Regions from separate parts of the Danio rerio genome. Here region 2 is linked to region 1. Evidence: chromatin contacts called from public Micro-C data. All regions are on one chromosome and are shown on one strand. The core of a region is the stretch at or near the end of the contact, and the rest is flanking DNA. Distances in the headings are between cores, read along the strand shown.

What was found. A called contact is a pair of places that touch in the nucleus more often than the background predicts.
Region 2: a Micro-C map of caudal fin shows a contact between it and region 1, with 4 times the contacts expected there. The contact joins the promoter of slc36a1 here to the promoter of glra1 in region 1. A contact is called at or near these places in 2 of 18 Hi-C or Micro-C datasets (caudal fin and an unstated tissue) and 1 of 4 datasets of contacts at active chromatin or transcription factors (embryo).

What each region holds. Positions count from the first base shown.
Region 1 is chr14:30,087,078-30,094,020 of GRCz12tu, reverse strand. It overlaps glra1 (glycine receptor, alpha 1), which reads right to left and starts at 2,411. Exons shown (of 9, transcript NM_131402.1): 1 at 2,273-2,411. The coding sequence starts at 2,319.
Region 2 is chr14:30,257,774-30,264,716 of GRCz12tu, reverse strand. It overlaps slc36a1 (solute carrier family 36 member 1), which reads right to left and starts at 3,333. Exons shown (of 13, transcript XM_073921867.1): 1 at 3,210-3,333. It overlaps atox1 (antioxidant 1 copper chaperone), which reads left to right and starts at 4,487. Exons shown (of 4, transcript NM_001256633.3): 1 at 4,487-4,583; 2 at 4,757-4,829; 3 at 5,026-5,174. The coding sequence starts at 4,578. The coding sequence ends at 5,150.

The DNA.
Region 1 (6,943 bases), core at 1,162-3,661:
TGACCTGAAGCTTGACTATGAAATTAAATTGCAAATCAAATTGCAATAGCGATATCTGTCAGAAAAATCTCAATTAGATATTTTCCCCAAATCGCACAGCCCTATTTATAGGTATACTTTTTTACTGTTTATGTAGCATAATATAAAACAATTATATTTAAATTTGACTTGATATAATGATATTTCTTTTAATGTTAGATTAATATAATATTTAAGTAGTCCTTTGGTAGATTTCATTGGGATAAAATACGGTTTGCTCAGCATATGTATTATGAGGTGTATATATTGGATAGGCATGGGACAACAAAATTTTAAAACAGCCAAAATTTCCTGTTATACCATTCCTACGTAATAAAAAGTATTTTTTATTTACATTTTCTTTTATCTCCAGCAGAAAAGACATCAAAGATGCCGGTTTAACATTGAAACTATATATAGCCTGACATGTTTACTATTACAAATTATTTTAAATGTTTCTCAAAATAAAATATATTGTGTTCAAAGGGGAACAAAGTTTTAGTTTTTTCCCCAGACATTTAAAAAGAATATATTTTAATATATTTTAAAGCAGTAATCATAATACCGTGAAACCTTGATATTTCTATCCAAGGTTATCATACCGTCAGAATCATATACGGGCCCATGCCTAATATTGACTACAGCCATTGATTGGATTACTGCACACAACTACCTGCATATGTTAGTATGACATCACAATGACATAACGTCATGTGTGCTTTATGCATGCCTTGTGTTTTAGCAGCTCTGGTGACATGCACACCGCAGCCTCTCACAAGACAATTCCTGCATGGACAAAAATGTGCACTCTAATATGAAAATCAATTAGAGATTCAAATCATAGAGCAAACTATTTTTGTGTACAATTTGTATTCGTCAATGGAATTAGCATTGACAGAGTGATCAATGTTTAGTAATATGTCTGCATGTGCAATGAGGTTGGGGTGCAGGCTGAGACTGGGAAAGAGATATCAATTAACAGGCTCTGCAAAGTTCAGCAGCAAGAGCTGAGACTGCAATATCCTGATTCTAGTTCATTAACTAAATAGTGCCCATAGAATGCAAAATAATTACTGCAAGCCACTGGCCAGATAAGGTGAAAATGCTTCACAATGTGCTTGTTTTATAGAGGATTCTTGAGATAATCAGTGTTTTGATTCAATAATCCATATGTGGAGGGCTCGAAATAGATTGCATCTGCAAATTAATAATTTGTGCAAAAACAAAAAAATTAACAGGCCTATATTTTAGTGCCATGTATATGGCTCAGTCATTTTACGCATACTTGTATATTAAACAAAAACAAATATTGTGCATAAGAATATATATTAATATATTCCACAACACAGTTTCCATTGTTTAAGTTGAGAATTATGAATGTTATGGATTCTTAAATAATGCTTAGGGTTCCACAGAAAAAAGAAAAAAAAAAAGAAAAAGAAAAATATATAGGTCTAGTGTGGAATTTTTTACATAATTTCAAAAACATTTTAATATCGTTTCACAAATTAAAAGTTTACAACTTTATTGCGTGTTAAATACATGGTAATCGATGTTACGTGACGATGTAACCATGGCAACAGAGCTTGATTATTCTCTACCAATAAAATAATAACAATAAAAACAACAACAATAATAATAATAATAATAATAATAAATAATAATAATAATAATAGTAACAAAAATACAGACATTATTTATGGCATTGATTTTACACAACACAATACAAAAATGCTAGTGCATCTTTATAACGGTTTATCGCTAAGTGCGTGAGGGTTGCTAAAAGGCTGAGCAGCACAAGACAAATTAATTATATTATAGATTTACAGTTAGTCATTTATAATTTATAAAAAAAATCAATTATTCTGAAAGTTATTTTGCTTCCACTTAATTGTTTGTTAAATAGGTAAGTGACTTTCCTTCATAAGCCTGTTGATAACTTTCTATCCACTAAATGACCACTAGTGTTCGCTGTTTAGTCAAATTTAAAAGGAATCCTTACTTCTTCTGACTTGGATGAATGACACGGAATTATGACTTAGTTTATTTTTAATTAGCAGGCATTATATTTCATCAGATGAACCAGCAGGCCACGGAGTCAATCACTGCTACATGGCATCTCATCTACCTTCTTAAACAGAACATTCTCAGGAAAAGTAGCTAAAGAAATCATCTATTTCAATGGAAAACAATGAAATATTGTGTTTGAGTAAAAAACAATAACACTTTTGCATCAAAACAAGGTGATACGTACCTGAAAAATACAATAGTTTCCCACAAATAAATCCCGAGTGCGAACATTGTGTCAGGTTGGAGATGAGTGGATGTAGTTAAGCTACAGCTCAGCGCGCCCTACAATTCCTTCTTCTCGCACTTCTGAGGTGAACAATTCGTCCTTTGCTCGTTTCAGATTCCCAAAAAGGCCAAACAAATCTCAAGAGCATACAGACGAGCTGGTCATTTTCCCGACAGCGACTGTGTAGGTGAAGCGGAGCTCCTGTTTCACGCGGGTTGCGGAATTTCAGGTGGAAGAAGCGGCGCTGTGGAAAAAACTCGACGAGATAAATTCAGATGTTCATTCCGGACGATCCATAGCAGCATCAGATGCGCAGTCGCCAAGAATATTCACAGACGCTCCATCGCAAACATTTGAAAGAAACGAAACTATACACTATACCTCCTCGCAGCCATCAAAGTCATTGGGGAAATATACATATGCGTCTGCTCTTTCCCTCCGCGCTTCTTTGTACATGCATCCCAATGAAGAAATGTGTCGCTTTCGAGCCACACGTTAGTTTTAGCTACCTCTGGCTGAGGTAGTCTGATTTAGTGCGTACTTGTTTCCCAGGGGTGAATTGTTAGTGCTGCATGAAGCTACTTCCATTGTCTGGTCCAGTTAGGAGACGCTGCTCATTTTGTTTTTGTCTCGAATCCTCGTCAGAAAAGCCCAAACGTTGATATTTCAGTACACAGAGTCTGTTCCATCGCTCACAAGCCTCTCAGCCCCTCAGTATTTCTTGCTGCAGTCATTTACTAAACTCAAAAAGCACCTCACACACTCTCAACACACGCCCACATGCTGCTGTCATTGGTCTGAATGGCACTCCAGACAAATGCCCCCTCCACGGATTGGCGAGGGGCACTGCCATATGTTGGACTTGGAGGGCTACGCTCTTTTGGCTTAGTAGCTATATGAATTATGTATGGCACAGTTTTCAAAACATACTACCAAAAGGGACATGGCAGAGAGCTGCAGTGAATAACTCGTTGCCTATTTCTGAGCAAGCAGTTTGCACTTGTGTTTATTGCATTGTTTAAAAGATCAAGGATAAACTAGCCTATACCAAAAATTGTTTGTTAAAAAGTTTTTTTAATAAAATTATTGGCTAATAAACAAACAAAAACAAATAAAAAATACTAAATTAGAAAAACACAAATAATTGAAAAGGATAAACTTCATTGACATCATGCATGGCATCTTGTCTAACACTATAAGTAAAGTAATAAGTAGGACTCAGCAGAATCAGCGGATATTTTGTTAAAAAAAATGTATCTGCGGATTTATGCGGAATGATTTTAGGAGAATCATAACTACAAACTTAACATATAAAAAAAAAAAAAAAAAAAAATATATATATATATATATATATATATATATATATATATATATATATATATATACATTTTTAACTTTTATTTGATGTTTACAATGCAAATCCAATTAGATTCACTTATTTGGTAAACAAAACAAGTCTCTTTTATATCTATTAAAACACAGACAATATTCATTTACAAACTATATTGTACATAAATCATATGATCATTTTAATATTACTATTATTATATTATAATAATATTAGTTAAATTAATTTAAAAACTGAATTAAACTTAACTAAAGTAAATACATGTGAAAGTAATATGTTGCTTAGCAATACATAAGTTAAAAATATTAATTAGGCTATTTATTTTGTATTTTATTTTGAAAAAATATATATATTTTTTTATTGATCAATGAAAATCTTTAAAATCTTAAATGATTTATGAAAAATTTTTTTATAGCTATCATCAAAATAATATAACTTTTATCAGTGTTAATAATAAGAAACTGAAACTGCTGGGGCTGTTTCACTTTTACTAGAACTTCTATGTTAAGCTTCTTTGACACAATCTAGATTAGAGATGCCCAAACTAGTGCCCGCGGGCCAAAGTTGGCCCATGGTAACCTTTGATTTGGCCCACCGTCCCATCTGGGGAGAAAGAGAGAATGACAAATATTGATAGATTTAACAGATATTATCATTTCTGATTTAACTTGACATTTAGTTTGTTTTATTGTTAAGCCACAAAAAAGCTAGCTGAAGTTAAATTTTTCAATCAAATGTTGTAAATGAATAAGATTTTTAGATTTTAGTCAGATTTTTCATTTTTATTTTAAATACTGTCACTTGACAGAGAGAGAACAATGCACAAGACATTGGCAACTTTACTAGTGTATACAGCGTTGAACTCCATTGTGTTATAACATGAATTGTAATGTTTTTTTTTTTTTGTAATAAATTCATTATAAGGTGTAAAAAGAAATAATGCATTAGGTAACTTGATTAAAGTATTTTTTTGCTATGAATTTTTATATATTGTGAAATAAATTAGGAAATTACCCATGGCGACTTTAATGCAATACATTTAACTTCGGCCCACAACCATCATGTTTTGTTTTTGGCCCTTCATAAGAAAATGTTTGGGTACCTCTGATCTAGATTGTAAAAGCATCATATAAAGATTGAATTGAACTGAATGATTGGGGTTTACCCATATTTGACACAATCATACATATTCAGAGAGTAAGCAATGATATTGTGGAGTAAATAAAAAAAGACCAAAGTCATTATGATGGTATTACAATTTTAGCTTAGAAGACAGATTTCACAAAACATATCATTTCAAAGGTTCTTGAACTTGGCATTTGTAACTGAACCCTTTGCTACAGAGAAAACACACATTGGTATAATTGGACTTATGAGTCAAAACTGTATAGTTCCCATGTGACAACAAGCCTCTGCCTCCCATTTCTTCATTGTTGGAGCACACATCAGAAGTTATGCAGAGTTTCACAAGCCCGTCCAACTCAATGTCAGAGCACTGCAGGCATAACAACAAGCGTCATGTTTGCCAGTGCAAAGCTGCTAAAAAACAAACAAACAAACATGATGTAATCCTAAAAACGTGTTTTCAAAAAAAAGCACTGCTATAGTGTAATATAGTCAGCATCCCTATACAGTTGAAGTCAGTATTATTAGCCCTTCTGTGATTTTTCTTTTTTCTTTTTCGAATATTTCCCAAAAGACGCTTAACAAGCAAGGATTTTTTTTCACAGTATTTCCTATTAAATTGTTTCTTCTGGAGAAAGTCTTATTTATTTTATATTGTTTAGAATAAAATCAGTTTTACATTTTTTAAGGTCATTATTATTAGCCCTCTTAAACAATATTTTATTTGATTGTCTACATAACAAACCACTGTTATACAATGCCTATTTACCATATTGTGCCTACTGTAATTACCCTACTTAAGCCATTAAATGGCATTTTAAGCTGAATAATAGTATCTTGTAAAATATCTAGTAAATTATTATGTTCTGTAATCATGGCAAAGATAAAAAGAAATCAGTCAGAAATTAGATATGAAAACTATTGTTAGAGGGCAGCACGGTGACGCAGTGGGTAGCACAATCGCCTTACAGAAAGATGGTGCTGGTTTGAGCCCCAACTGTGTCAGTTGGTGTGGAGTTTGCATGTTTGCCTGGGTTTCCTCTGGGTGCTCCGGTTTCCCCCACAAGTCCAAAGACATGTGGAATAGGTGAATTGGGGAAATTAAATTGTCCGGAGTGTATGTGTATATCTCATACCACAGCTTTGCTGATGACACTCAGATCTACCTAGCCTTACTGCCTAATGACTACAGCCCCATTGACACCCTCTGCCTGTGCATTGATGAAATTAACATTTGGATGTGCCAAAACTATCTTCAGTTAAACAAAGAGAAAACTGAAGTGATTGCGTTTGGTAAGGTTTGATGAGGTTCTCAAGGTAAATGCGTACCTTGGCTCTAAAGGTCAAACAACAAAAAATAAGGTCAAGAATCTTGGTGTGACTGTGGAGTCAGATCTGAGTTTCAATAGTCATGTCAAAGCAGTTAGTAAATCAGCATACTATCATCTCAAAAACATTGCAAGAATCAGATGCTTTGTTTCAAGTGAAGACTTAGAAACTTTTTCATGCTTTTATCCGCAGCAGGGTGGATTACTGTAACAGCCTTCTCATGGGCCTTCCTAAAAAGACAGTCAGACAGTTACAGCTCATCCAGAACGCTGCTGCCAGGATTCTGACCAGAACCAGGAAATCAGAGTACAGCACACTAGTCCTCAGGTCTTTACACTGGCTCCCAGTTACATTTAGAATATATTTTAAAGTATTATTACTTGTCTATAAATCACTAAATGTCCTAGCACCTCAATACATTACAAATATGCTGACTGAATACAAACCAAACAGATCACTCAGATCTCTAGGTTCAAATAAACTAGAAATTCCAAGAGTTAGGTCAAAGCAGGGTGAATCAGCTTTCAGCTACTACGCCCCTCGCTGCTGGAATCAGGAAAATGATCAGATGTGCTCCAACATTAGGCACATTTAAATCAAGACTGAAAACACATCTGTTTAGCTGTGCCTTTTCTGAATGAGCACTGTGCTACGTCCGACAGATTGTACTATTATGTTTTTCTCTTCTCTTTCATTCTTTTATAACACATTTGATCTGTTTTTATGTTTTTTTTAATGATTTTTATTATTTGTTTTTATTTTTCTTATACTTGCTTATTTTATTCCTGTATATGTAAAGCACTTTGAATTGCCACTGTGTATGAAAT
Region 2 (6,943 bases), core at 2,084-4,583, 170 kb before region 1:
GCACACTAAGTTGTTCAAAAAAGTAAAAAAGTGAAAGTAAAGTTACATTAATAACAATAACGATAATTTATTCAAAATAAATACTGTCTTTACACATTTCTGTCTATGAAAGAATCCTCCCAAAAAACAGGAAAATACAGCAAGAAAACCGTTTTATTCATAACTGTTAGAATCATTATTAACGATTGAGTAGCATCAATAATAAATCATTGTTTAACTTAACAGCAAATTAGCATATTATAATGGAATGATTAAATGTTAAACACAGTACATATAATAAGAATATAATTTACTTTAAATAACATTATTATTTCACAATTTTTACTAGGGCTGCACAATGTATTGTTTCAGTATCAATATCGCAATGAGTGTGTCCACAGTAGCCACATCGTAGGATATGCAATTTTATATTTTATAACTATATTTGGGATTATGGTTAATCAGCACAACAACTGAGAATACATTGTGGTGCCATTGTAAAGTATAACCATAGTAGGCCATTTGCATTTCAAGTGAGCCTAAAATACTTAGGCACAAAAAAATATCCTAGTAACTTTAATGTAGAATAATTTTACTAAATTATTAGAACGAGGACTATATACAGTTTTATTTTTTACATTTATTAATCAATTTCTGTGTCTGAACATTGTTTGACTCTCCGGAAAAGCATAAAGAACTGTTTATTTGAACCTTTTCTTTGTTCTATAGTAATTAATTTTGCTTGCATGTTGTTTATTTTATTATATATTGTATACATGATTCACACCCTTACAAAACGCCCCTCAATTAATCAAAATTTAGGATTTCTTTCCAAATTGAGCTATTCAAGCTATCTGGTGGAATTATTTTAACATTGCAATAAAAACCGCAAAGAAACAAAATATTGCAATACCCGATTTTTGTAATATGATGCAGCTCTAAGCTTTACTGTATTTTTGATCCAAAAACACAGCATTAATAAGCAGTATAGGCTTCTTTTAAAACATCCCAAACATTTGACGGGAAGTGTATATTCATTCTGACACCCATGCGAGTTTTGTAATGGACATTAATATTCACAACAGTCTCAGAAATATGTCACAACTGTTTGGAACCATTCCAAAACACATGGGTGTAAACAACCAAGGCGATTCCGCACATTCATTCAGGCGCTGTTAATTACAAGCAAGTTATTAAAACACAAATGACAGGCTGTCTCAACTGTTATGAATATTAAACTGCAAACCACTCAGTTTAAATATAACCTGACTGAAGCTATCAGTATTTTTGGTTATTAAATGAAACATAAATATGAACAACAACACTGTCGCATGATATGTCTCTATTCAGTGCCGTCATACAGTATCTAAAATCAATGTTTGACTTTGGAGTGGTCAGTGTTTTGCCTTGAACATTTTCCCATTGACTCCTCAATGTCTTGGAATGTAAAAGTTGAATCAATATGAAAACAGATCAATGGGAAAATAAAAGCCTTTCGTGATGATGCAGTTCGCTTGATATTGATGTAGATTTAATAGACATGTCACGAGGAAGATGTTCTAAATATAAAGTCTCAAGTCAATATGCTAAATCCAATGCAAACATAGTTAAGGTCACAGTTTGAGGATTTCTGATGGAGCGTTCCATGTCAGAACAGCCAAATTTGAGGGCTTTTCCTTTCCTAATTTACGTACTAACTATTTCGGAAGAAAAATTAACATTAACACTGATCTCATTTAATGAAAATCAAAGTATTATATATGTCACGACAGTTAATTTATAGAGTAATACACTGGTTTGCTTGTTTTTATTTTTTTCATATTATTGAATGAACTGTTTGTTAAATCTCTTTAAACTTTTTGTTTTCAAATTATATGGCAAAAAATAGGAAGACGAATAACTTTTTAAAATTTTAACCCATCTTCCACAAAACAAAGTGGATTATTCAGTAAATAAACATTACTAATATTATATGTTTGCCTTTAATTACAATTATTTTGCTTTCCTTCATCATAAATAAATAAATAAACAAGCTTGAGTGTACAGGATGATCCAAAAGGAATACAAACCTAAACAAATCTAATTTAATGCTTCTGTAATGTCCACAATTTCTTAGCTGTAAATATTTAAACAGTTTAAGATATCTTCTGTCATCCACATATTTGCAAAATTTTTGCAAGTACTGGGACAATTTAAAATTTGATTTTTTGGCCCATTATTGAGTCTATTTATTTACTTGTGTAAATGTGTGTAAATTTATATTTATCCAGTTTTGTAATTAATTTTAGTAATATTTTTGCCTAATATGAAAATCTTCATATGATTTATTTACAATACAGTTTGTAAAGTAATAAATTCTGTGTTTTAGTAGACATATTATATAAGAGACTTGCTTTGTTTACCAAATAAGTAGATCTAATTAGATTTGCACTGTAAACATTAAATAAAAAGTTTAAAAAGCTAATATGTTTTAAATCATAGGTTAAATTTTTAATTATGAAACTTCCAAAATAAAAAATCTGCATAAATTCGCAGATTTTTTTTACAAAATTCTCTGCAGAAATAGCTAAAAATGGTCGCAGATTCTGTCTGGCCCTAGGTATGGGCTAGGCTCTAAAATTAAGAAATGTTGTGGTAATACTCAAACCATCAGCGCATACTAACTAATGTTAACAAAAGAAAACCTAATATTAAAATGTTACCTGTAAGTAATGTCAGCAAAATCTACAGTAACTTATTAATAGCAGTTCATCAGTAATTTACTGAAAATAAATTACAGCAAAAATACTGTATTTACATGTATGGCACCATTATCTTGCTGTACATGTATACAGAATTATGTCTATTTCTTTACTTTAAAATGTACAGCAATTTTCACAAACTTTAAAATACATTAACATACTGCATAACTGCCCTGCAGTAAAATGCAGTTCATATTACAGTTAAAAACTGCTTAATTTACACATATTGTTAACAATGTAGTCACATTTGTTTCATACTACAAAAGCTATCCAGTATTGAGTTGTTGTTGTTTTTTATTTAAGACCTCGTCTGGATCAATTCAATAATCTGTGGTAATAAATGCTTTTCATAAATAACCGGTAATAAGTTCAATATCAGCATGATGTCAGTGATGTCACAACCCTCGAAGGCTCAGCAGGCTTTCTACAAGATGTAGCTCAGCATTAGCACGTATCATATTGTACATGAAATGACAGAATCAGACTTACCGCAAGCACCGCTGAATGATATTAACCAACTATATAAACCTAATAAAGTCCATATTTTAACCCGGACATGCTATGACAGAAAAGAGACAAGATGATCCGACACGCTGAACGACTCTGTTGTTCTGATTCTGCGTCCTCGCTCTGCTGTCACATGACACATGTCAGCTGATTTCACTTCAACGCGGTCTCTCACGGATTACGTTTCCGTGTTTCTGTTTTAAAAATCAAAAAGTTAACGATACACTTTTAAAACATTGCAGCTTTTGCAAAATCAAAATGACGTACAGAGTATGACGGAAGCTGTATGCTTTAGTACTTTTTAATGAACAAATTTAATGAAGGAAATTAACAAACTTTTTATTATTACAGTTCTCAACTTAATTTAATTTGAACGTATTTAATTTAATTATTTAATTTTGCTTAATTTTATTTAGAGAGCAACAAAAACAAGGGATCATCTAAAAAATGTGTTTTACGTTTAAAACGTTTGATATCACTTCTGATGCGATATCCAACAAAATGTTGTGTGCTGCTGAATATATCGTTGTATCTGTAGATGTATATGGAAAATACTATGTAGTAAACACTAGTCTATTTGAACCATATTATATTAAAGTGTCTTTTACTATATTTACAGAGCACAGGCTAACTGTTATTACGGTATTAGCAAACTGATAAAGTGTAACAAAATACTGCAGTAAACTCAACAGTAAATTGGTATAGTAGTATATTTTCTAGTTGTAGAAACTTGGTACACTATTGGGTTTTTGACACTATTTGTTGTATTACCAGGGACTATTACAATAACAAACTATTTCAAGTATTTTAGTATGGTTCAATTTTTTTCATGTGGGGATGGTATTTAAATCGGACTTGTGAGGAGCTTATAAAATGTGTAAATGAGTCAAAACAATACCAAGACATCTGGAATAGACATTTACGACATGGCAATTCCATGACTGTATGACAAGAAATATGTTTGGTTTTGGTCATGTGGGTCCTGTTATTAGCTTTAGATGTCCTTATTTGTTCATGTTGCATTTACATTACATTTAAACTGCACCAGAGTCTGAAACAGATTGGGACCCATCTTTCATCCAGTTTCGCTCCACTTTTGTGTAGAGCACCAAGGTTCAGATGACAGCATTAACATTAATTTAAATGAGCAGTAACAAACAAACAACAAACATATAATCAATTTAGTTTAATAATGCCACGTGTTTTTTGTGGTGCGAATGAACGCTTTGTCAGAAACTGATAGTTTATTGATGAGCCCTAAAGGAAACAGTGCGTCACCTGACCGTCCAGCAACAGTGCCAGCAAAATCGAGTCTGTAGACTTGAGTTTGCAGCAACAGTCTGATCGATCATGACGGTAATTACCCCCTTTAATATAACATTTAATTAACAATAATCCGTTTACTTTTGCTTAGGGTTTCAGAACATCCTAAGTTCGTTTTTACTCAAGATAACTTCCAGACTTAGCTTAGTTGCTAACGTTTTGATGAGTGTCTCTTATTGAATCAAAGATGTTTTCTTTCTTCACAGACTCACGAGTTTTTTGTTGACATGACATGTGAAGGATGCTCTGGTGCAGTCACTCGAGTACTTAATAAACTGGGTAAGGTTTAGGTTTTTTACATTTGAAATATTCTAATCGTAATATCGTTGAATTGTGTACTGGAACCATTTAAATGAGATGTTTGTGAATTGTGTTATTAAATGCATCAGATGTTGCTGCTTTCTTTGCTTTTTGTGTTAAAAAGTGCTTTGTCATGGTGGGACAGAGTTCATAGTTCATTTGTATTTCTCAACAGATGTCAAGTTTGATATCGATCTTCCCAACAAGAAGGTCTTCATTGAGTCAGACAAAAACACTGATGTCCTTCTGGAAACACTAAAAAAGACTGGAAAAACTGTTACCTACATTGGTACAAAATGAAAAGGTTTATATTAAAACAATAAGGTGAGAACTCAATTCAAATACTTCAGTCAATTGCACTCACAGAAGTTAAAAATCATTATAACACATTAACTGAACTATTATATAGTACAAGTTTCTTGGTCTTGTGATCAGACAGGATTTACTTGACAGTCCAAAGTTTGTTTTTATTGTAACATAAAGCTTGCATTATCAGTTTCCATCCACCTGTTAAAGTGATAGGTCACAAAAAATACATAAGTACAAATTTGCTAATTTTTACTTCTCTTCAGCCCTCACAATATGGCTTTTTTTGTTAAGCTTTATTGGAATATTCAACAACCACAAGCACTTTGACAGTAAAAAGCATATACAGAGAAGGAAAAAACTAAAAGGGATAGTTCATCCCAAAACAAAAACTAAAATCAATCACCTTTTATTTGCATGTTTTAAATCTGTTTGGGTTTCTTTTTTCTATTGAACACAAAAGAAGATATTTAAAAATTCATGAGCTTAAAGTCACATATAAGCTGATGCTGTTTGTTTACAACATTTTATAGAAACAACAAATAAAGAGTATTTTGATAACGAGTACAGCAGCATCAGCTCATGTTTGACTTTGCGCTACTTAAATTTATTATACTCAAGATTGCTTAAAAAAAACTAGGCTGTGTGGACTTAAAGAAGGCTAAAAATGCTGGGTTCTAGACAATCGATTTGAGTTGGAACAACATGACGGAATTTAGTTACCTTATTAATTTGTACAAATAGTAACAATTTACAATAAGGTTCATTAGTTAATGCATTTACTAACATGAACGAATCATGAACAACACATGTACAGCATTTATTAATCATAATTTAACATTTACTAATGCATTATTAACATCCAAATCTATGCTTGTTAACATTAGTTAATGCATCATGAGTTAACAAACTATGAACTACTGTATTTCCACTAACGTTAACTAACATGAACAAATACAGTAGTAGATGTGTTCTTCATTGTTTGTTCATGTTAGTAAATGCATTAACTAACATTAACTAATGAACCTTATTGTAAAGTGTGACTACAAATTTAAGTGGATTGAACATAAAACAATTAAGTTATTAAAAAAACTCAATAATTGTTTCAGCTAATTTTAAATAAGTCATTTAAACAATCAGCAAAATAAATTTCTGATTTGTGATATCAGAAATCAAGGATATTCCTTTCATTTTTCTTGTATATGTTTTTGACACAAAATACTGGTAGCCATTGGCTTGCATTTCACAAATCAGCAATGGTCTCAGTTTCAGCTAAAAATCCCATTAATTATACTCTTAAATAAAAAAAGAGTTAATTGCTAAAAAAAAGTGTTATTCTTAGGGCTGAACTTTTTATTTTTTAAGGTTGACAAATCAGTGCTGTCTCTGTTTTTGTACTAATAGTCTGTGACATATTTGTTGTAATGATTTAATTTGTTCTGATTTAAAGAGACAGTTCATCCAAAATGAAAATAATTGTTTACTCATATTCTAATGGTTCTAAACTTATGAATTTATTTTCTCTGTTGAACACAAAACAAGATAGTTTGAACAATGTTGGAAAAAAACAGCCATTGACATCCACTATGCTAGTCAATACCTGTTATTTTCAGCATACCTAAGTATATCTTCCTTTGTGTTCAATAGAAGAAAGAAACTCAAACAGGTTTGGAACAAGTGGAGCATGAGTAAACGATGACAGAATTTCTATTTTTGGTTGAACTATCCCTTTAAAAAGATCTCATTTATATTCTGAGCTACCGTTTTATTGCAGTTGAGATTACCTA